3 separate regions of the Zea mays genome follow, and regions 1 and 3 are each linked to region 2. A link is a contact called in public Hi-C data. All regions are on one chromosome and are shown on one strand. Each heading gives the region's core, a stretch centred on a gene start, on an enhancer-like site or on the middle of the called end of the contact. The rest is flanking DNA. Distances are from core to core; before and after follow the strand shown.

Region 1 (3,363 bases), core at 649-3,148, 150 kb after region 2:
GTTGGGTTATCATTTACTTGTTATATTTATTGCATGGTCTCATCTCATACCAAAGATCATGGAGATCCATCAATATGTGTGTGGGATTGTGGTTAGAGCAACTCCAGTAGTTCTCTAAAATACTCCCTAAATCAATAAATTAGGTAGTTAACTTAAAAACTCATCTCCAACAGCTCTCTAAATGAACTTCCTAAATTTAGTCACTTCTCATCTAACCTTATTTCCTACCTACATTTAGCAACCACTTACCAACTCCCGAAACATAAAATCTAGCACACTTCTTTTATTTGGACATCTTTTCCACATTCTGAGCCCATGCGTCGACGGTTGGTGATGCACAATTGCAGCACCTAGTAAGTTAGAGATTAAACAATTAATAATGTAACAGTTGCACATGCACAGGTCGAGAATAAACAATTGTGGCAACAAATTAAAAGGACAACACAACTCACCATGTTGAATCAGTTTGCTGACGAGGTCACAATTTTGAGATCGAGTTATAGAAGGGAGATGAAAACAAAAGGAAAAATGGCTAATCCCACTCAAATTGGTGATATGACAAGTTTTAACATATTTAGAAAGTAATATATAGAGAACTGTTGGAGGAGATAAGTTTTTTTGTTTCCTATATTATTTGAGGACTTGCTAAATCTCAGATTTAGGTAGTAGAAATATACATAACTATTGGAGCTGCTCTTAGTGTTGCAATGGTGTTTGTGGCGATCGGCTAAAGGCATAAGAATGGTTTGGAGTCAGGACTGAAGAGGGTGGACGAAAGTGAATAATAACTACCTGATCTATTTGATTTGATCTAACTAGAAATATTACCTAATGTTTTTGCACATCTTAATGTGTCTGTGGCCTAGCATTTTCATTCTCAATTCACCAACTATTTCTTGTGGAAATCACATAAAAATTCACAAAAATAAATTTATTGCTATAAAAATTGTTTGATTTAGAAAATAAGCTTTATGGTCGAAAAAGAATTTTAGTGACTTATTATATACTTTCTCTGTCCAATATAAATTGATCTTTGGTTGTATATCTAGATAAGTGCTTGTCTATGTACATAGCTATTAGGACTTCTTATTTTGAGACGAACTAGAGTCCAGAGTACCCCGGCCTCCATCCGCTTTTAACTTTTGTTTTCACTTTTTAGGATGAATATATACTTAACTTTGATCAAATATATATAACAAAATACCAATATTTATAGTACATAACAAATATTATTAGATAGACCGTTGAATTTATTTTTATACTAAATTTATTTGAAAATAAAAATACTACTAATAGTTTTAGTAAATCTAATCGAGTTTAAGAGTTTAACCAATATGTTTCTTAGAAAGAACAGGGAAATAGTTTGACCAACTCATTATTTTTATACTAAATTTATTTGAAAATAAAAATACTACTAATAGTTTTAGTAAATCTAATCGAGTTTAAGAGTTTAACCAATATGTTTCTTAGAAAGAACAGGGCAATAGTTTGACCAACTCATGCCATGATCTCACCATGGTGTGTCGTGTTTTCGTATCAAGTATGTACTTTTAAGGTTGTCTCCAGCAGATGATATATATGGCTGTACAACACACTGTTTTGCATTGTATACTGTACTGTTTACAGAATATATTGTGAAATAAGAGATGAGATGAAATATATGATGGGTAAACTGGTAGAGACAACCTAAAAACTGGTAGACAAGCAAAGTTTCCCATTCCCAACTCCTAACATCCCAGCTGCCGGTTCCAAAACCAAAAGGAACTGCCCTGTTGGCAACAAAAGCAGATAGAGCCGAGCTCCTAGTGCAAATGTATCGCTGGCACTATAAAAGCAGAACCCTATATGCTAGCTACTAAGTACTGGCTACACAGCACAGCAGTGCCCCACCCACGCTGGTACTTGAGGTTCAGTCACCATATATAGGCGGCGGTGACAATGGACGACCTGCTCTCCCCGTGCTCCTCCTTTTCCCCGCCCTCGCCACCACCCTTCTTCTCCCACGCCGGCAACCCAGTGATCGAGTTCGCATCCTGCGAGGTCCCCGAGCAATGGCTGCTCGACGACGTCGTCTTGGACAAGAACGAGGGCCGCTACGACGACGTGGACGACCTGTGGCCCGTGGCGGGGAGGTCGCTCTCCCCGGACTCCGAGCTCTCCGAGCAGCCGCTTCCTACTCAGCCGGTGCCGCTGCCACCGCCGCAGCAGCAGCAGCAGGAGTTGACGAGCGTCACGGCCGCCCCTGCGCAGCAGCAGCGCCCGGGCGGGAAGCGGCGGGGGCGGAAGCCCGGCCCCCGCCCGGACGGTCCCACGGTCAGCCACGTGGAGGCCGAGCGTCAGCGCCGGGAGAAGCTGAACCGGCGGTTCTGCGACCTCCGCGCCGCCGTGCCCACCGTGTCCCGCATGGACAAGGCCTCCCTCCTCGCGGACGCCGCCGCCTACATCGCGGAGCTGCGCGGCCGTATCGCGCGGCTCGAGGCCGACTCCAGGCGGGCCGCCGCCGCGAGGTGGGTCGACCCCGTAGCAGCCGCAGCCTCATGCGGCGCCGACGAGGCTGTGGAGGTGCGCATGCTGGGGCCAGACGTGGCCGCGGTGCGCGCGACGAGCGCGGCTCCGCACGCGCCCGCGCGGCTGATGAGCGCGCTCCGGTCTCTGGAGCTGCACGTGCAGCACGCCTGCGTAACCCGCGTGAACGGCATGACGGTTCAGGACGTCGTGGTTGACGTGGCGAGCCCGCTGCAAGTGCAAGACGACGACCACGACGGCCTCCGCGCCGCGCTGCTGCAGAGGATGCAGGACAGCGCGGCTACCTAGCTAGTGCTAGTAGCCAGACGATCGTAGAGAGCTAGCTCGCTCACCGATCTCATACGGTCGTCGTCTCTCTCTCCGTACGTAACGTAACGTAACATCAATCGCGTCACGTACGTACACAGGCAGTGCGAAAGTGTCGCGGATCGATCAGGTTATAGGTAAGTAGATGCTAATGTTAATTTAGAGGGTAGAACGACGATGGACGATCGTAACTAATCCATTGCATCGTGTGCTCTGGAATCTGCGTGTTGTCTTCTGTGCGGCCTATCCATGGAATAAAGTGCCTGTATGTAGTACTAGCAGCTGTTGAAGGGCTTGATGTATCATGGCATCCTCATGGTTTCATTCAGATACCATATGTTTGGTTACCCGCCTGTGCTTAATCAGGCTCTCCAGTGCATTGATCAGACATTATCCTATGTTTGCTTGTCTATACAGAACAAACCAGATCTAGATGTGCTGGCGCAATCAAAGCCAAATTATGCAACTTTTCTTGCATCCATCACTACCGGAATCGGTTGCTTTGCCGAGTGCCTGAAGCACTCGGCAAAG
Region 2 (3,616 bases), core at 601-3,100:
ATCATATCTAAAGTTGTGCAGGCAAAGAATGAAGTATCGACCTTCGGTACTTTTACATGTGAAGTCAGGTCTGCTTGAACCACCCCAGCTGCAAAAGGAACGAGAGAAGTCAATTCTATAGTGCCATACTGCCATCAAATGCATCAGAGGAAGGTAAAATCAGAACTGACACCTCTAAAACATATGCCATGAGATTTTACGATTTAAGGGCCAGATCAATTAAAAAATAATAGTCGAACAAAGTCATTTTCCTTGATTGTGATGAATCTACTACTACTGAAGACCTATAGTGATCGATAATAAAAAAATATGTGCCACTTTTGTCAAAACTTACCCAAGCTGATCAATGGCAATCACCCTAAAACGGCTTGCAAGGGCATCAAAGTTTCGAAAGAAGAACCCCTGTGAAGCTCCATAGCCATGGACCATAACCAGGGTGGGGGCATTCTCCTTGCTATCAAATGTTACAGTATTAATGAACCTTGGTTCATCACTTGCTGACCTAAACCATCTTACTTTTGACCCAGGTGGAGCAGAGCCAATGTTGACTCGTTCCTGGACATATCCAGTTCTGTAAAGACAGAGATGAAAGGTACGTCATGAACCAGCAAAATACAAAAGTGATACACAATGTCTAGAATGAAATGATAAAGGCGCATTTATCAACAAAGACAGCAGCCTAAAAATATGACATTAGAGCCCCATGCAACAATAATAACAAAATATGTCACAGTTTATATCAAAACTAGCAGTGCCATAGGGACAGTATGGTATTTTACAACTTCTTACACAGATTTAAAACGAACCAATATATTATACTAAGGCATGCTATGTAGTTCCTACCTCACTCTTTCGAACACCTTGCAACATTTCAGTATAATCAGAAGCGACCGCGTGCTTGCAATCACTAGGTTCAGATGAACGACAGTATTTAAGTGACAATGTTATGACTTTTTTTTTAGAAAACCTACAGGTATGCTTTCGGTCCCCAGCATTTCAGTTAGTAGAACTCATAAACTGTTTGCTCCATAACCTTTGCAGCTTTGCATTTACTAGTTAGCAGTTAGCTACAGCACTAATAGCAGAGTGCTGGTGAAACTGCAGCAATAGCCCAGTCAGACTTCATGACAGGGCAAGGGCACGCAGTTCCCCTACAGTTCCAAAACCTTGGGGTTCGTGATCAACATGCAAAGGGGTGAAAGGGGCCTTAATCTTAGCTCCGAGCTAGACTAAAGATGAACCGACAACCAATCACGAATTAGCACCGGTGCAAATGCAATGTATTTTGAAGCTAAGTGGCCGTGCAGCTGTTCCGGTCAAGAGCCTAAAGTTTGTACCAACTGACGCGCGATTTTGATACGCAATTTTGATAAATTGGAGGAAAGAAGGCGGAAGTGACTAGCTGTTCCGGCAATTCACAAGTAACTATCTGAACTGCATCAGTGAAAAGCCTTAATGATACTAGTTGCTAAATTGAACAGTGGGGCGAGGTTGTACTTGACTATCGTGAGGAGTCGCTTCTCGGCGGCGATGATGCGGTCCGTGGAGGTGGGGATCCACCGGAGCGCGCGCGGCCACACCCGCGCCCACCTCGACCCCGCTTGCGCCGGCGCCGGCGACGCCGGCATCTCCGCCGTGGCCGTTGAGGCGGAGGCCCGTCTCATCTCCTCGGCTGCCATCCTGGTCGTCGTCGTCGTCGCGGCGACGGCAGCGCGGCGCATACGACGCGGGCAGACGTCACGCGCGTTTCTCCCGACTTTTCTCCTCGGCTGATGCTCTGCAGTCGGAGTCGGGACGGGTATGCTCGTGCTCTCGGTTAGGTTCGGTCGGTGCGGCCCCGCCCGTTTGGTAGCGTCACCGGGTAGGTTCTTGCGTGTTTTTAAAGGGAAGAAAAGGGAATCAGAGACGGGCGCTCGGGCTGGTTCGCGTCCGCGCATCAGCAGCCTACGCCTACGTCAGGGCGTGCGTGGTGCGCCGCATGCCGCGTGGGGTTTTCTGAGTGCTCTAGGATTGTATCGCAAGCCAGTGGAAGGAGGGGAGCAGCGACTCCGCGAGGCCGGTCGGGCCTTTGACCAGCCCAGGCTTCTGTTCTGTGACAGGTTGGTTTTGAGGTCAGACTCGGCGCCGATACTTACGCGGTAGAAACGTGCGAGTTGGCTATCGGCGCGCCTAGGGTGCGAGTCGGCTTGCACGAGAGTTGACGGCAGGTATGACCAAGCGACCAGTCGTTTTCAGGTCCATGGAGATGAGATGGAGAAATCCTGACACAAGATCATGCAAAATCATGAGAGAAGGCTAGAAAACGGGTAAGCTTTGTGTGTCCTATTTAAAACTCTACTTATAAAGTATGTATTGTATAATGTAAAATAGTGTTGTGCATAATCATATATACAGTTTCTAGAGACAACATAAATTCGGAGTAGAAGTAGAGAAAGAGGGCTGATTTAGTTTGCTCATCGTGCAGAAGTTCCATAGGCAGGCAGCATGTCCGAATGTACGGGTAAAAGCGAATACTTATTCGGATATTATTTTTTAGCATTTTTTATTTGGTTGTAAATAAATAGGATATATAATCTGATATACTGATTTATATTCTTGTTTTTAGCATTAAACTTGTAAAAATTTATAAACATAACCCACAAAATTGATGGTATATATATCTTCTTCTTAAATGATAGATATACATTTCGCATACAAATACAAATACATTTTTTCATATTTTTTATTGTAGAGAGCGACTAATGCATAAAACAAATTGTGCAAAATTTTATTTTTAAATGTAATAGTGTGCTTGATAACACAAGAAATTGATAACACAAGAAAAGATCAACATCAAATTTCATGCATATCTATTTGAATATATTAATTTTGTCCTAACAGTTTAAATATCCACTTTCATCTCTACTCGGGTGCTCGGTTTTAAAGGTTTGGTTTGTTTTCTCTGATATTGATCTTTAATTTGTATCTATATACTATCAAGTAGCTAAGAAATTGAAAGCATACACTTCGTCTTAATTTTTTTACTCACCTAAGATTTTTCTCCATTGATTTTGAAACTAATGTATCTAATTAACTTATTATCTGATGGGTGGTTCTAAACCCTTACATGTGGAGGGTCACAGGTGTTTGCCAAATAATCAACCCTTCAACCCAACTCTTATTCACCCAAAAAATTCTCCATCTATGACCATCCACCCCTTGATCGAGATGGATAATCTCGTAAGTCGTAACTCGTCTGTCTACCTTCCGATCAAATTGACCCTATTGCAGCCACCTCCACTGCTTAATGCATCATCATCTTCCCCATGGCATGACTTTACACTGCAGGCCAAGTGACTCGCACTCATGGGCCGATACACCGCCTGGACAAGGAGGTACAGTTGTACAAGACTGGGAGGGAGGCCAAGGACTCAGTGCTTTCAAAATAGAATGACAATATAAATCTTGCCATGGTTGAACTTTTTTCGATTACTTTGATATTGATAAAAATGCTCACTATGAATTATCAAAGTTATATGTTATTAGAGGGGGGAGCACATAGAGTATCAAGGAAATATGCATTATTACACTTCTTCTTTTCAAGATTGCTTACCATTGCACTTTGATTTTGAACTTG
Region 3 (3,335 bases), core at 655-3,154, 210 kb after region 2:
AGGTTATGTGTCACTTGTCAATTAAAAACATCAAGCTTTCATAGATAAGGCAATAAGCCCATAATCGTACTTCAACTAGAAGAAACAGATGAACTGACTATCAGAAGTATTATCAATTATCATTATTACATAATTTACACGAGTTGCACACAAGTCTCTAACCTTGCATATAAGGATTACCAGGTGTTTCAGCCTTTCCGGTTAGTGCTACTCAAAAGGGTACATAAAGATGAGCATATTAAATTGCATTTTTTTGTTTAACAAATACAAGAGATAAATCAAAGGTGTATGTCTCCATACTCTTTTAACAGCAATGATCGGAACAATTAATTGGAAGTTTGGCAGACAGGAGAAAAATGATAATTCTGACCACATTCCAAGATTAAGTTTTTCAAAGTCATTGAATCAATATTAAGGAAAAGTTTTTTTAAAACAACCCAGGCCTCGCCTGCCGCACCATAAACCAGGCCAGTGACCACTGCCATTATCTGCTGCTGCTGGTAGGACAACAACGTTACCACAGGCCAGCTCCCTGCCACTTTTTGTGTGTGTAGCAGTGAGGGTATGGGTATCTGTTTTGTGCAAGCTAGGATTTCAAACGCAGGTGGCTGTTACCACCACTCACTGACGAACCACCGCACTATCATTGTGCACCAAGGGAAAGATCAACATCATTGTACAGCCACTATTTATTTTCGCTAGATTGAAATTAATTTTTAGCCTCATTTGTTGAACAAAGTCCTGTTCCTCAGACTCTAAGCTGTAACACCCATAAAAACTAAGAAACTAACAACATTCATTGAGAAACAGCAACGATGTGAAATAACTGAAACAAATAAAACTGGCAAAGCTACTCCAGAAATATAACTTTTATGTTTTCCACATTTACAAAATACAATTAACCAAACAACTGCGACAGAGATCTTTCACTGCATACACAATGACATGATACAGTAACTTTTAATCTATTAACAATTTTAACATTCAACTCAGGCATAGATGGAAACCTAGCTCGTCGCCTGTCACACAATTCTGTGTAGGCATCGGATCAGCCATAGTCTACAGGTCTAAGATCAGAATGGTATAGTGTCCTTGAACATTCCACAAACTAATCTCATGAACATAATAACATGAGCATGAACACCATCTTATTAGACTGAGGTACGGGTATTAGCGCCATGCCCAAGAATGTCTAATTTCTAATTATTCGGCTCTGAATGTTGATTACTGGCACCTCCATAAAGCATAATACCACGGGAATTCAAGAATTAACGGTGAACAGTCACTAGGCACTACTTCAAATGTGGGAGAACACCGAAACAAATGGAGAATCAATGTCTCCAACGAAACAGTAATACATTCAAGTCCACGACATATCATCTGGCACTCCGATTCGCAGTATGACCTATCAACAGGAAGCTAGCAATAACTAATACAAGTAATTTGCAAGGATCAGGACACACCTGGCCCCTCTTGCAGTTGAAGTAGGTCTCCCGCAGGCCAACGCACTCGCTGGTAATGTTTGGCACCTTCTCCCCAGCGCACTCCTTGTACGGCCTTTTCTGCACCTGCACACAACCGCATCATGAGAATAGAAATAGCCAGTATCACCCATACTGGATCTCATCGCCCGGCACTAGCTTGCGGGTGATGTCCGCCGCAGCTAACTACGCTTACGCCTAAATCGGATTGAAACAGGCAACGGGAACCTGCGGCGTGGGTGGATTAGGAAGAAGGAAGGAAAACGGAGCCAACCAACCTTGACGCAGTCGGTCTCGCTGAGACACTTGACGAGCTCCATGGCCAACCCCTTGCACGACTTCGCCATCGCTTCCGCCTCTCTTGTCGCGTTTCCACGGACCCCCCACGCGGAACCACGAATGCGAGCCGGCGGCGACTTGCGGGAGGGGGAAGGCGGAAACGAAGCGAGCGGCGAGACGCCGTCTCCTCCGCTCCTACCGGCAGCCGGCTTGACGGGCCGAGCCAGACGGAACCAGATCCGCTGCCTTACGGCAGGCTGCCGTGCGCTCGTCGATCTTCAAACCAACGGTGATCTGCTGCCCTCTCCTTTAGCGTATGGAGCAGCCCAACAGAACAAATTCGGTCCACTTTTTTCATATTTCTTTTTCCAGTCCTGTGGCTCCCGTAGGCTGCACCACCCACCCACCATCAGCACAGCGCCAATAAAACAGAGTGCGGAGAGCAAAATTTCATAGCGATTGAGATTGTTAAATTGGATATGAAACAAAGTGAATACAAGTATTGATCCACTTGATATTGTTTTCACTGAACACTCCATCTACCTTGCAATTAGCAAGAACAAGATACAACAATAAGCTACAAAATAGCATTGACTTGCTTCACAGCTCCTCAAAGAAATCTTCAGTTTTTTAGATCATCACTGCTTGCTCCAGTCAACAGTTGAGTGAAGGAATTGACGGTGTTATATTCTTTATGGAACTGAATGTCAATACTTGCTGGATTGTAACTTAACTTCAAAAAATAAAACTTGCTGGATTGCTTGTTTCCCTTACCTCTTGTGTCTTGCAAGAAACAAATTTATAAACTTGAAAGTTCTTTTCAGTTCTTTTTTATGTTAATGACGTATTGACGACTTGACGTTCACCACGTAGCCTCTTGATGGGGGACTTTCCACTATCCTAAACCACTGCGGTTTCTTGACAGAATTTGCACCATATATATGCTGAATTCACGATCACAAATTGAGAATAATGTACTGTAACAACTAACACAACATATTTCGTCACACAGAAAACTAACTCGTTCACGCAATACAACTCCTAGCCTGCAAGGCGTTGAAATAGCAGTTAGAGTCGAGGAATAGACTCGTAGCACAGAAGAGCAACGTGTACCCCGCTGCACAGATTCTTCCGATTGTCAACCACGGTTTCGTTTCCAAATCTTCATCAGCCACTTCACTTTCCGTAGAAGTTTCTCAAAGTATCCCATGTAGTAATAGACGCACAAAGATTGATCATGGTTGAGCACTAAAACGAGGGACCGGACGGTCCGCTGGCGGACAGTCCGCGCGCACAGAGACAATTAGGATTCCGAGTTTTTGCTACGGTTGTTAGCTAAATTCGTGAAATTAACTCGGGAGATTGTTTGTAACGGGTCCAACCCCCTCCTCTATAAACATAGAGAAATACGGTCGATTAATGATGATCAATCAAATCAATAATCAGTTTATCTCTTGTTTTTATCTTAGACATTAGGAGTAGTTTTAGTTTAATCTCTCAATCCCCAAATTTTCCGCTTCTCTTCGGCTCTACGTCGATTAGAGGTGTCTAGATCGGCTTGTCGACCGTAGACAA

The links. Hi-C and Micro-C count contacts between places; a contact is called where the count stands out from the background.
Region 1: a contact with region 2 is called in a Hi-C map of leaf, with 2.7 times the contacts expected there. The contact joins the promoter of LOC103647596 here to the promoter of LOC100282633 in region 2. A contact is called at or near these places in 5 of 25 Hi-C or Micro-C datasets (bundle sheath, ear, leaf and 1 more).
Region 3: a Hi-C map of tassel shows a contact between it and region 2, with 5 times the contacts expected there. The contact joins the promoter of LOC100277178 here to the promoter of LOC100282633 in region 2. A contact is called at or near these places in 6 of 25 Hi-C or Micro-C datasets (ear, endosperm, leaf and 2 more).

Annotation. Positions count from the first base shown.
Region 1 is chr2:199,964,693-199,968,055 of Zm-B73-REFERENCE-NAM-5.0, reverse strand. It overlaps LOC103647596 (transcription factor MYC2), which reads left to right and starts at 1,898. Exons shown (of 2, transcript XM_020549367.1): 1 at 1,898-2,184; 2 at 2,257-3,099. The coding sequence starts at 1,939. The coding sequence ends at 2,814.
Region 2 is chr2:200,117,256-200,120,871 of Zm-B73-REFERENCE-NAM-5.0, reverse strand. LOC100282633 reads right to left here and starts at 1,850. Exons shown (of 9, transcript NM_001155541.1): 1 at 1,498-1,850; 2 at 335-571; 3 at 42-88. The coding sequence starts at 1,721.
Region 3 is chr2:199,905,413-199,908,747 of Zm-B73-REFERENCE-NAM-5.0, reverse strand. It overlaps LOC100277178, which reads right to left and starts at 1,904. Exons shown (of 3, transcript NM_001328636.1): 1 at 1,760-1,904; 2 at 1,464-1,562. The coding sequence starts at 1,828.